Linked DNA regions of Rattus norvegicus: region 1 is linked to region 2. A link is a contact called in public Hi-C data. All regions are on one chromosome and are shown on one strand. The core of a region is the stretch at or near the end of the contact, and the rest is flanking DNA. Distances in the headings are between cores, read along the strand shown.

Evidence for each region. Hi-C and Micro-C count contacts between places; a contact is called where the count stands out from the background.
Region 1: a contact with region 2 is called in a Hi-C map of frontal cortex, with 1.9 times the contacts expected there. The contact joins two enhancer-like sites. A contact is called at or near these places in 5 of 12 Hi-C or Micro-C datasets (the Rat2 cell line, Schwann cells, frontal cortex and 2 more).

What each region holds. Positions count from the first base shown.
Region 1 is chr6:125,288,865-125,295,371 of GRCr8, forward strand. No RefSeq gene overlaps it. Among named protein-coding and RNA genes, the nearest start is that of Calm1, 75 kb to the left of the region's middle. Within about 2 kb of position 1,772, at least 25 of the 93 cell types and tissues checked have an H3K27ac peak or open chromatin away from gene starts, as enhancers often do.
Region 2 is chr6:125,231,434-125,237,806 of GRCr8, forward strand. No RefSeq gene overlaps it. Among named protein-coding and RNA genes, the nearest start is that of Calm1, 17 kb to the left of the region's middle. Within about 2 kb of position 2,403, at least 6 of the 93 cell types and tissues checked have an H3K27ac peak or open chromatin away from gene starts, as enhancers often do.

The DNA of each region.
Region 1 (6,507 bases), core at 522-3,021, 57 kb after region 2:
TAGTGAGTTCGAAGCCAACCTTGGATACACAGAAAAATCTTATTTAAAAAGAAATAAAAAGAAAACAAGTAAAAGAAAGCAAATGAATGGATGAATGAATGAACAAATGAATGAATGAATGACCACCCTTTGTCCAAGAGCATCGCTGGGCAGATAAACTAATAGGTATTAGAGGATAGTCAGTCCTCTCTTTCCAAAGTCCTCAAGAATGCAGACACCCATAATTCCACCTACCCTCCCACCCCACGTCTTCTTACGCTCTGGACCTCCAACATCATCCTTTGATCCATGAGGAGCCTTCAGAATCACCAGGCTCACCGCCTGTCCACAACTTGTTTTTCTGTCCCTTAAATGACACTCAGTTCTTCTCATCCTCTCCAGCTGATCCCTGATGGTCAGACCACACCATCTCTCCCTGGCTACTTACCAGAGTGACCTTCCACAATCTTCTGCCTCCAGTGACATGTTCCGGTTGTGAAGCTCCCCCCCTACACTCTAGTGGATCTGTGTTCCAGGGACACTTGCATTCTCAGGGCCCAGCCTGGGGTTCTCAGCAAGGACTCTTTGTCGCTGGAGACTAAGGTTCAGCTTAGCTTGCCTGCCTCTTCCCTCTCCATGAACCAGAACCCTTGAACTCAGTGCCTTCCTTTGGCCTTCAGGATCCTCCCAGTTGCCTCCATGGTTGTGTGCCTTTAGTTTTCTATGCCTTTAGCCTGTGTTACCTGCATGATAAACCTCTCCTCTTCAGACCTCTCAAGGATGCCCAGGGAAGCCCATTCTGACCACCCAACGGCTGAGAGTCCCCCTTGGACTACTTCTCCTGAACACGTCTACTGTATTATATTTCTCAAGCGGCGCCTTGGGGTCCTGGAGTCCCTTCTTCCCTCTGAGATATTTCTAGAATAGGCTCATGGTTTATTCAGATAACAGATTTAGACATGAATATAGATGTGACCATTTAAACCTAAGCAGTATCTAGCTCAAGTAGGTGTTTATAAAAATACAGACAGTGAACGTATTGGGTAGAGAGGATGGGCAAATGAGCCAGTGGAAAGACAGGACTGCATAAATGGAAGGACGGGTGGGTGGGAGTAGGGAGACAAGAGGGATGGAGGGATGGAGGGATGGATGGAGGGATGGATGGGGATGGAGGGAGTGAGTGATGGTGGGGAGAATGGTACAGAAGACAAGGGGAAGAAGAGAAGGAGGCATGGATGACAGGCAGGACACCTGGGTTCATGGACAGTTGTGATAGTTCCTGAAGCTGCTCAGTCTTTTCTCAAGGCATCTAGGGCTCCAGGCAGCCTCTGAGGGCATTTCCACTGCCTGGTTTTGTGCATGTATCTTGCACATTTGCCTCGGGCAGTAAATGAACCATCTATCTCTGGTTTATTAAGATAAAAGAAGAACCAGATGTGGTGACACAAACCTGTACTCCTAGCAGAAGGATCCCAAGTTAATATTTAGTGAGACCATGCTTAGCAAAACGAAACAAAAACAAGTTAAAGGAGCAGGAGGAGGTGGACAAGACAAACTAAGAGCCTAGCTCCCCATTCCACCAGGGATGCATATTAATTCATCTGCCCCTTTAAAGAAGAAAATAGATATCTGGAGATCACTTAATCAATAGGAAGGAAATGGAAATTCAAGCGGCCTGCCCAAGCCATAGCCAGTTCTGGAGCCTCCCTTCCACTTGCTCACCTCTCCCTGGAGGCTCACTCTGGGCAGTGCTTGTCTGATTCACTGGCCTGCGGAGGATCACAGAGCAAAAGCCAAGTGACCTCACCCTAGGGCTGTGGCTGGGGAGACTTGGCAGAGGCAGCTGTGTTTCCACTCTGGCTGTGACCCTGGGCATGGAAGGAAGAGACTCTGGCCTAGTGCCATCACCAAGGCCCCTGCCAGACTCACGACAGAAAGGGTCTGGGAAGGCCCAGAGAGAGGCCCGCCTGCCCAGATGACCTCTGAGGGTGGTAAGCCAGAGAAGGCCATTCCCCCCCCCCTTGGAATCCAGAGCTGGACATAAGTGTGGAGGGGTCTGTGATTCCTGCCATCTGCCTGAGCCCCAGAGTAGAGTCAAGGCCCAAAGATGCTTCTTCTCATGGTGGACCTCACTGCTTTCTTTCTTAGCTCTTCACCCATGTATGGTGAGGGGAAGAATGAAAGTTTATTGAGGTTTCTGACAGATGCTGGCACACACGTGGTACCCAACTGCTTCACTTGCTTGTAGTGTCTCAGGAGAGCCAAGCTTGTCACCCTCCCGTCTCCTTTCTTCAGGGTCCCTTGGGGGATATTTAGAGCTACACCTTACCATGGTTACTGACCTCCCCACTAATCAAGTGTTCCAGTAGCCTCAGGGGAAGCAACTTCAACACAGCCGTGGAACCAGAACCCAGGGCAAAAGAGCTTAAGCACCAAATGGTAGGGACTCTGGAAAATGTCATTACGGAGAAAAGAGAATACCATCTTTCAGACTCCTTATCTAGGTTTGCAACACAGAGGGTGTGTGTGCGTGTGTGCATGTGCATGTGTGTGTGTGTGCATGTGCATGTGCATGCATTCTCTAAGCATGAGGCTAGACCAAGCTAAGGACAAAGCATGTGCTTTTGAGGCTGTCTTGTTTCCCTTTTAGCTCTTCACCCTGAATTTTTAGTCACTATGGTGACTAGGAAAAAAAAAAAGACAGAAAAAGAAAAAGAAAAAAAACCCCACCTCCGCTTTAAATTCAGGGAGAGTCAAAGTTTTCTAGGAGGCAGTCTGTGGCAGCCATTGGGTGTGGCTTTTTCCTCTCTGTGCACACACACAGACACACACTTGGTTGACCAGACCATGCCTCCAGCCACAGATGCTCAGCCCTTTGTGGGCCTCGTGCCAGCTGTGGTTTTGAGCGCTTTTGTTCTCCCGAGTTAAGGATCTGCGGTTTCTAATCGCACCTCAGACTACCACACTGCCCTGTTCCTGCAGGTGTTCTCGGCTCATACAAACACAGATGTCTGTATCCACTCACAGATACGCCCCGGAAGACAGCACAGAAGACCAGATCGTGAGCCCCAGCTTTGCATATGTTTGTATATGTCGATATCTGAATTGTGGGGAAGTGTGGCCTTGCTGGACTGTGGGACTCTGTGACCGTTCTTCATCAGGAGTCCTTCCTTCCAGGTCTCTGGGCCTCCTTTTTACCACCAGACTCTTCTCCATTTATTAACTGTAGTGTCTGTGGGGAAAGTAAAGGCATAGTCACTTGGGCCTTGGCTCAGGACACTCTGTAGAGCGCCAGTGAGTATCTTAAGCTTTGGTGGGTCATGCAGTCTTTCGTGTAGTGACTCGAGCCTGCCACTGTAGCAAAAAATGCAGCCATGTTTAAGAGCAAACGAGTGACCATGGCTGAGTTCTAACAAAGCTTTATAAAAGCAAGAAGTGGGTTAGGCTGGGCTCATCGGGCCACTGTGTGTCACTCTCTGATTGAGAAGAAAGACAGATGCCAATGACCAGTCTGGAGAGTGGTCAGGAAGTGGAAACTTATGTGGCTCCAGGAAGGCGTTCAGGGTGGCTCTCTGAAGACTCAGAGTTGGGAATTCCCTTTCGGACATCACAGGATTAGGGACAGACCCACTCAGTGGCTCAGAGGCTGACTGTAGAGAGGGAGTTACAAAAGGGGTCATTTCATTCATGACAAGAAAGTCCTCCCAGCTCCTCAGCGCTCAGTGCCTGGCAAGGGATGGGCACACGAGGAACACTTGAATGTGAATGACAGTCTAGTCCTCCCTCCCATGCCTCTTGTTCTTCTTATGGTTTAAGGCTGGCTTATTCCCCTTGCGAGGTCCACAGGCTCTGTTTGCCCAGATGGTGGCTTGTCTGTGACTATCTCAGAGGTGAAATTAAATGCTAGGGGGAGGAGTGCGAGGGAGGGTGGGGGCTGACTTCAAGTTTGCTGTCCACACTGTTGTGGCTGGCAGTCCTGCTGAGGCCTATCTGACTTCTGGCTCAACCAACAGACAGGCGGACAGGCAAGCAAGGTTGTCTACAAAGTAACGTTGGTCTTGGTACCGGCAAGGGATCAGAGGCCCTAAGTCAGACCCATTCAGCCCCAGAGCGGTGAGCTCTATGGTGATCTGTAGTCTCGAGAGCAGTAAACGTGGTGTTTGTGACTCTCATGTTAGAAGCCCCTTGTTGCCTCTCCCCTGAGCCATGCAGAAACGAACCTGTGCATTTCTCAGGTTCTGCACACTTCCCATGCTTTCTGGAAGCTTCTCCTCAGTGGGGGCAGTGTGGTGTGGGAAGATTTCTCTCCTCCACAGTGTCCTCCACCTGTTCTCTTCAGGCAGATCCCCTTCCTTGAGTAGCCAGAACAGCTCTCTGAGGGGAGGGGTGGGCTTCTTAGCCGTGGTTCTCTATACTGCCGTTCCAGAAACCAATCACTCTGCTACATAACTCCCATGGGAAAACAAAAAACCCAAACCAACCAACCAACCAACCAACCAAACAAACAAACAAACAACACGACCAACCAACCCAGCGCCTATTATCAGGATGGCTACCGAATTGTGGATGGAGACAAAGAGTCAGGAGGATCAGAGTCTCCCTCCCTCTTACTCCCTTCTACAGAACTTCTCCTCAGGAAGAGTGGCAACATCAGCCTCTCCTCAGGCAACCAGCGTCCTGCACCCAAGCCCCACCAGGGATGCAGATAAGCATCGTGGCGCTGGTGCAAGGGTACCCTGAGGGTCTGAATCATTCAGTATTTCCTCTAGGATTACCAGTCTGCCTCTCCTGTCCAACGCTCTCTGGCCACCAGCCAGCCTCAGCCGTTTCCTCTACGCTTGCCCTCTCTGGTAGAGGTGACCAAGTTGCAGCTGGAGAGACAGTACAGGGATAGAGCTCAATGCATGGACTTCAGAGTAAAGCAAGTCCAGGTTTTCCTTTCAGCTTTGTGACCCTGGCCCACTCCATGAACCTCTCTGAGCCTCTTTGAGGTGGTGGTTCCACACTGAGGAGGCGACTTGAAGCATGTCCATGGCACAGGACAAATAGCAGCTGTCCCCATTGTTGTGTAACCTGTGGAAGTCATACCTCCAGTCAGGGCACAAGCATCATGGCATCCCAGTTCCCAAGAGCTCTGGCTGCCCCTCCCACCACCCCTGCTTCACCTTCAGTGGTTACATGACTTCCCAGCCAGAACGAGCCTGTCCCTTCCAGTCACCAGAGGACCTGGAGCACCTGGCTCCAGAGGTGCTGGCTGTGGCTTCCTCCTGAATTTGCAAACGTGAGCTCAGACTTGTCTCCATAGACTCTCCCTGGATCCCTCCCTCAGCGAAGGAGAAAGATAGGTCCAGAAAGGAGAGGGGATTGAAGTCTGCTTTGAGTCAGGGCTTCACGGAAGCAATGCGAATCTCCAGAGGTTTAGGGTACCTTTCTCTGTCCCTTCCGTCCCTTCCGAGTTCTGTGACCTTGAGTGGATCCCTTTATTTTTGTCATCTGTACTGTGGGGACAGTAGTATCAGTCTCGGGATGTCAGGTGCTCCTTCCTGGCTCTGGGCTGAACCACGGTCCCATTTGAGGGATATTGAGGTTGCTCTCTCCCCTTTCTGGGCGTGTGGACCCCACCCCCACCCCACACAGAATTCTCAGGTGGGGATGTATGTACCGGTCAGTCTTCCCATCACCTGGAGGGATCAGCTCCCACCACATCCACTTAGTGGCCCTGTCCCAGCCTGTCCCAGGGACATCTACAAAGACATTAACCTTGTGACAGCCACACTAATTAGTGACCTTACATCTCCAGCCAGGACTGAAGCACCAGGAAAAAAGGTTCTGACAAACATTTTTCTGAGCCACTGGGCAGAAATTCCTTGAATGTCACAGGTCTTTGGGGGATTGATTCCTAGGGGCAAGGGTTGGTCCAGTCCAGAACATTTTGTTGGTAATGACTCAGCTGGCTAACTGCCCCACCCAGCAGCCACGCTCCTCAATCACCTCAGCTGAAAGTCTCCGAACTCTAGGCCTCACAGTTGTTCTCCCCAAGACAGCTTCAGTTTGGAGTCTCCGTCCTTCTCTCATGGCTTTCTTTTCTCTTTTCTTTCTTGGAGTAGGTCTTATGAAGCCTGGGCTAGCCTTGGACTTGCTCTATAACTGACTGGCTGTGAACTCCTGATTCTTTTGTTTCTACCTCCCAAGCCCTAGGATTCAAGCATGTGCCTGTGTCTATGTCATTCTCATATCATCGCACATAGACTTGGTTTCATCTGATGAGCTCACAGCAGGCTCAATCCCCTGTATATAGTGTATAGAAATATGTGCATACAGTATATGTGTATAGAAAGCATGTTACATAAACATATTAATATTTATACCCCTATATACGTATATATCTATCACACACCTAGTAGACAGATACATTGATTTTTCTTTTTTAAATTTATTTTTATTTCTAGATTTTATTCCCCTCCTGGGTTACCCCCTGACTATTCTACATCCCATACCTCCTCCCCCTGCCCCTTTCCATAAGGATGT
Region 2 (6,373 bases), core at 1,153-3,652:
GTCTACAACCCAGCAGGGCAAACTCCAAGTTCTCTAACTCCATGTCTGATATCAAAGAACTCCTGGCTCAACCTTCTGGCTTTGCTGACTGTAACACACTTCTCTCCCGTGGGCTGTTTCCACTCCCTATCTGCGGTTCTTCCTGGCAGACATCCCCCTGGCTCTGGCAACTCCAGCATCTTGTGGTCTCCCGTGCAATTTAAGCTTCACCTTTACTGATCGACACAATATCCCCTCTAGAACACACACACACACACACACACACACACACACACACACACACACACCACACCTGACCTCAATGGCTTTCCTTCACCATGGAGAAAGATTCCACAACCCCTTTGCTTTGTATCTATCCTTCCTGACTCCAAAGCCAGAGCCAGGTGACCAATATCGTCAACTTCATGCCGCCTGCTTAAGGCAGAATCTGCACAAGCGTTGATTCATTGATGATTTTCAAAAAGCCTTGCTTTACTTCAGGAGCAGAATATTCCCGGAGCATTTTGTTTTTACAAGTTCAAAGCTTAGCTGGGTGAGGTCTTTCCCAGAGGACACACCCCCCTTTATTCCATTTCATTTCACATCAGGCCTTTCTTTAAACGTCCTGTGTCTTTGAGCACAAGTCTTGGCTCCAACCTTACATTCTCTCGTCTTTTTTTCTCCTGGAACTGATTTTGTATTTCTTCTTGTTCTGCTTCCTCCTTTTGTATTGTAGATCTGCATAAGAGTGATCACTAGGGGTTGGGGATTTAGCTCAGTGGTAGAGCGCTTGCCTAGCAAACGCAAGGCCCTGGGTTCGATTCCCAGTTCCTCCCAGTTCCGAGAAAAAAAAAAAAGAAAAGAAAAGAAAAAAAAAAGAGTGATCACTAATCACCAGGTGGCTCACTAATACTAGGTTGCCTTGGTGTCTCCACCGCCAATGAAATTAGGCCAAAACTTTTCAGTTTAGATTCAAGCAGATTGTTAGGACAAACACCAGCCAAATTATCACAGAAATGATCTCTGTCCCAGTTGTTAATACTGTTCCCCTCTGGAAACGTCTAAGCTATGCCTCCATAATTTATATTGTTCTCAGCACTACTGTCTGACAGGGTCTTACTATGTATCTTGGCTAGGGTTTCCATTGCTGCAATGAAACACCATGACCAAAAAGGAAGGTGGAGAGGAAAGGGTTCATTCAGCTTACACTTCCACATTGCTGTTCATCATTGAAGGAAGTCAGGACAGGAACTCAAATAGGAAAGGATCCTAGAGGCGGGAGCTGAAGCAGAGGCCGTGGAGGGATGCTGCTTACTGACTTGCTCAGGGGCTCTCTTCTAGAACCCAGAACCACCAGCCTAGCCTAAGAATGGCACCATCCACAAAGAGCTGAGACCTCCTCCACTGATCACTAATGGAGGAAATGCCTTAAAGCTGGATCTCCTGGAGGCCTTTCCTCAACTGAGGCTCTTTCCTCTCTGGTGACTCTAGCTTGTGTCAAGTTGACACACAAAACTAGCCAGTACACTGTGATAGCCCGTTAAGGCCCACTTATGGCTTTCAACCACTTTTTTTTTTAGTTCAAAAAGTCCCAAAATCTTCATCATTTATCAAAAAACCAGCATGGTAAGGCCTATTACAGCAATATGCTATAATTAACAGCTTCTTGGTTACTTTTCTCTTGCTGTGACCAAACACTATGACCAAGGCAACTTATAAAAGAGGTCATTTAATTGGGTCTCTTGGTTCCAGAGGGTCGCAGAGTCTGTGACCATCATGGCAGGAAGCATGGCTGTGGACCATTGCTGGGAACTGACCACTGACCCATAAGCACAAGGTGGGGAGAAGACTGACTGAGGATGGCCTGGCCTGTTGAAAGCTTGAAGTCAGTCTCCAGTGAAGCACTTCCTCCAACAAGGCCACACCCCCTGGTCCTTCCCAAATAGTTCTATTAAACATATGAGCCTACGGGGGAGCCATTCTCACCCAAGCTACCACACTCACCCTCTTCCCTTTGATCAAATGGATCTTCCACTAGAAAAGAAACAGCTAAGGGAGTACATGATGAATTCTCACACGGTTGCAGGTGCTAGGCTGACTGCAAAGACCCAGAAGTGTTTGGAAAGCTGAGTTAAAGTATTTACCTTGTTTGAACAGCTGTGCCCTGACCAAGTTTCTCCTCCCTGCAAAGCATCACAGCTCACTTTGATTTGGCCAACTCTTGGCTCATCGCCTACTTCTGGGCTTCCCACAAGGAGTTTGACCTTGAGTTGGAATCTGAAGAGCTTGACTATTGAAGGGTATCAGGTGATTTTCTTTCTTTCTTTCTTTTTTTAAAGCTGAAGATTCAAGACTTTGGCAGAGAAGACAGGCAGTGAGACAGGAGCAGATGGCTTCACTTCCCATGGTGCTAGAGAAGTTTGGGACTCATCCAGCCACACTAGAGAAGCACTTCAGGCTTAGAGCTATGAGCATCTCTCAAGAATTAGTCAATGTCTGGGGTTGGGGATTTAGCTCAGTGGTAGAGCGCTTGCCTAGGAAGCGCAAGGCCCTGGGTTCGGTCCCCAGCTCCGAAAAAAAGAACCAAAAAAAAAAAAAAAAAAAAAAGAATTAGTCAATGTCTGATAGAACCACAGGAGTTACCGACGAGGAGCAGGAAGAGACTGGCCAGGGGTGGGACAGCTAAGTGGATGTTCACAGAGGAAGGAGAAGCCTAAATCCCAACCTCTTCCAGGCCTGGGTGACTCTGTCATCCTCAGATAGTACCAAATCCTCCCATGCCCCAAATGCTGCAGACATTACAGATGGACCCCACTGAGAAAATGAGCCAGATGTTCGCCTGGTGCTGGAGGCTCCGCGACCCTCTCCATAAGCTTGGCAGGTTATGTGTCAGAATACTAAACTCTGGACGCTTTCACTGTTATATCCCAAGGAACCAACAGGAGCTACATTAAACCAGAGCGGCTGTCGAACTGCCTCTTCCCTCTGTGGTGATTCACCCACAGTGCGTGGATGGGAGGGTTTCCACACATCTTCCATGAGTTAGAATGGTCATATATTCTACCACCCTCTGGAGCTGTGAGCCCCAATTAAATGCTTTATTTTATAAGTTGTCTAAGTCATGGCAGTAGAAATTAACTATAATGGTGAGGGTATTGTATTCTCGTGATTTGTCCTCAGGTTTGAAGTCCACAATGTTCAAAGGTCTAAATTACCGGATTTCAAAATCCTGGAAGGCACATCTCCATTGTTTGAGGAGTTTTGCTTTTTGTTTGGTGGAAACAAAGTTATTCAACCCAACTGAATGGGTCGATAAGAAATCCTAATGAAAGCCTACAAGATGTTTAAGATTAAATGAAGTCTGCAGATCAAAACCCAGATGCAAATAAAAAGTCAACAAAGGCAATTCAAAAGGGTAAGGAACAGCGTATTGTTTAGTCAGATATTGAAAGTGGAATTACAATTCATCTAGCAATTTCTTTCCTAAGTAAATGCCCCACAGAGCTGAGAGTGGGTCCTTGGTAGACATTTGCATTCCCATGTTCACAGGAATACTATTCAAAGTAGTCAGAACCCTATTTTTAATGGACCCAAGTGTCCATTGATGTGGTGTATGTGTGGCCTACATGCATTGGGGGGTAGGGTGGAGGTGTGGGTGAGCATGTACACACTAGAGTGTTATTTAACCTTCTAAAGGTTGCACGATCTGTCACATGATCTGACAGGGATGAGTCTTGAAAACATCACGATACATGAGATATGTGAAGAAAGACAAATGCTGGTCGTTCATAGTAGTTGTATGAAGTTCGTGAGCAGTAAAATTTATAGACACAGAAGGAAGAATGTGCCGCCTCCATATGCACCATGGCCAGGGTAATGGGGAGGTACTGTTGAATTGCCTTACGACTTCAGTTTTGCGAGACGAAGAACCTCTGAGGACAGACGATGTGATACCCATCAGCGAGAGTATGTACCCCACTGAACCGTGTGCTCCAAACTGTAAACTGTATGTTTTGCCACTTTTCTTTTTTTCTCTTTTGGAGACAGCATCTCACTTTGTAGCTCTGGCCCATCTGGAACTCACTATGTAGATCAGGGTGGCCTCAAATTCAAGAGCTCTGCTGGAATTCAAAGCCTGCACTGCCATGCCTGCCTCACAGAATTTTTTTTTTTTAAAGTCAAGTAGGGCTGGGGATGTAGCTCACTGGTGGAGTTTTGTATGTACAGGGCCCCAGGTTCAATCCCAGCTCTGAGAAAAAGTCCCAGAGGAAGAGCAAATATTACAAAGAGATTGAGCGGGGGTTGGGGATTTAGCTCAGCAGTAGAGCGCTTGCCTAGTGAGCGCAAGGCCCTGGGTTCGGTCCCCAGCTCCGGAAAAAAAAAAAACAAAACAAAAAAACAAAAAAACAAAACAAACAAACAAAAAAAAACAAAGAGATTGAGCTGCCCTGAAGCCACTTGCATTACAGATCATGTCTTCTCCTAGGCATTATGACTCCTCCTTTATCACTCCCCATTCATGGTTTAGTTAAATTTTCATATTAATTATTATCACCTTAAAACACTATTTCATATATGATATCTCATCTAACAAAAATTATTAGGCAAATATGAGTCTAGGCTAGTAAAAAATGTTAAAAAAATCAAAAGAAAGACATAATCGCAAGTTAGACAGGAGTTTAAAAAACACATACTGACTCATCCCGTACTCAGCAGATAAACATGGTTGACGTCAAGCCGAGTGACCTGAGTTTGAACCCCCAGGACCCACGAGGTAGGGGGGAATTGACTCTTGGTTGTCCTCTGACTTCCAAATAGATGCTGTGGAACACAAGGACCCATGCATGTATGCAAGGGCACACACATGCACACATACAAGTACACGCATAAAAATAATAATACTCCACCCCTAATATAGTATAAGAATGTAGATCTAGTAACTATGGACAGTATATAAACCCTAGAAAATTGATCCCCAAAGAAATAGAAATGTCAGAGCAAGTTGCTTGTGGTTGTAGGGAAACCAGCAGCCCCCAAAAGGCTCATGTATTTGAATGCTCAGTCGTTGGGGAATGGCACTACTTGGGAGAGGTTAGGAGGTGTGGTCTTGTTGGAGTACATGTGGCCTTGCTGGGAGAAGTGTGTCATAACTTTTCGTAACTCCTATCTGTGGATCCAGATGTAGAACTCTCAGCTCCTTCTCCAGCACCTGTCTGCCTACACGACACCATGCTCCCTGCCATGATGACAATGGACTAAACCTCTGGAACTGTAAGCCAGGCCCATTTAAATGCTCTCTTTTATAAGAGTTGCCACAGCGTGGGGTCTCTTTACAGCAACGAGACACTGACTAAGACAGTGTTCAAAGAAACAAACTGGGAGCCAAGCATGAATCCACTTACTTTGGATGGCAATAGAAACTTCTGTCTCCACTGAAAAGTGAGGCCTTCCTTTCAGCCCCCTGGATCTGTTATAAGAAGGGATGGGTCCAGGCTCCAGCCTCAAGAAATTAGATATTTTTCTTTTTTCTTTTTGGTTTGTTGAGACAGGGTTCTCTATGTTGCACTGGCCATCCTGGAGCTCACTTTGTAGACCAGGCTGGCTAGAGCTTAGAGATCTGTCTGTCTCTACCTCCCAAGTGATGGAAGAAGGCAGACACTGTCCTTCACCATTGCCGGTCATATTTCTCTACTCTCTTTGGAAGCATCTTCATGTTTCTCAGGATTGGGCAACGTTTGATTTTAGAGTTGTCAATGCTGAGAAACTCTACTATCAGAAAAATGCACAGCACAAAACAGAAGAAGCCGATGTAGGATCATTTCAGGAGTTGTTGGAAACCTTGTCCCAATCCCAAGCCAACAGTCATTTAACATTCCCTGTAATGAATTTCAAGCCAATGTCTCCAACAGCAATTTTTAAAATTTTTAAAACAAAACATCCTCACACAATCAAAAGATATCCAAGTGTGCTATGTGCTGAGGAGTGGCAGTGGGGAAAATAGTGTCTGCCTTTTCCATAATTAAATCATCACGTTTCTGTAAGAGCAGAAAATTGTGTGTGTGTGTGTGTGTGTGTGTGTGTGTGTGTGTGTGTGTGTGTTAGAAAATACTGCAACCCATGCAATAATCGGGACCCTAAGCTGAGGCAGTCTGGGAAGCGATGGCACACACAATGTAAACTGCACGTGTGGGATGTTCAGAGCTAAGGCTGCAACAGAACCCTGCAACACACCCAGGGGGGAGCTCTGCCAGGAGCACTTCGGGTTTGTTATACAAAAATACAAAATATTTATCTATTTTTACCCAACGAGCCCTCTCGATATCCCTCATCGAACTTTTGACTTTGAATTAATTTTTGGTGCTTGTGTGTTTAGAAACCTTTGCTGTTGACATTT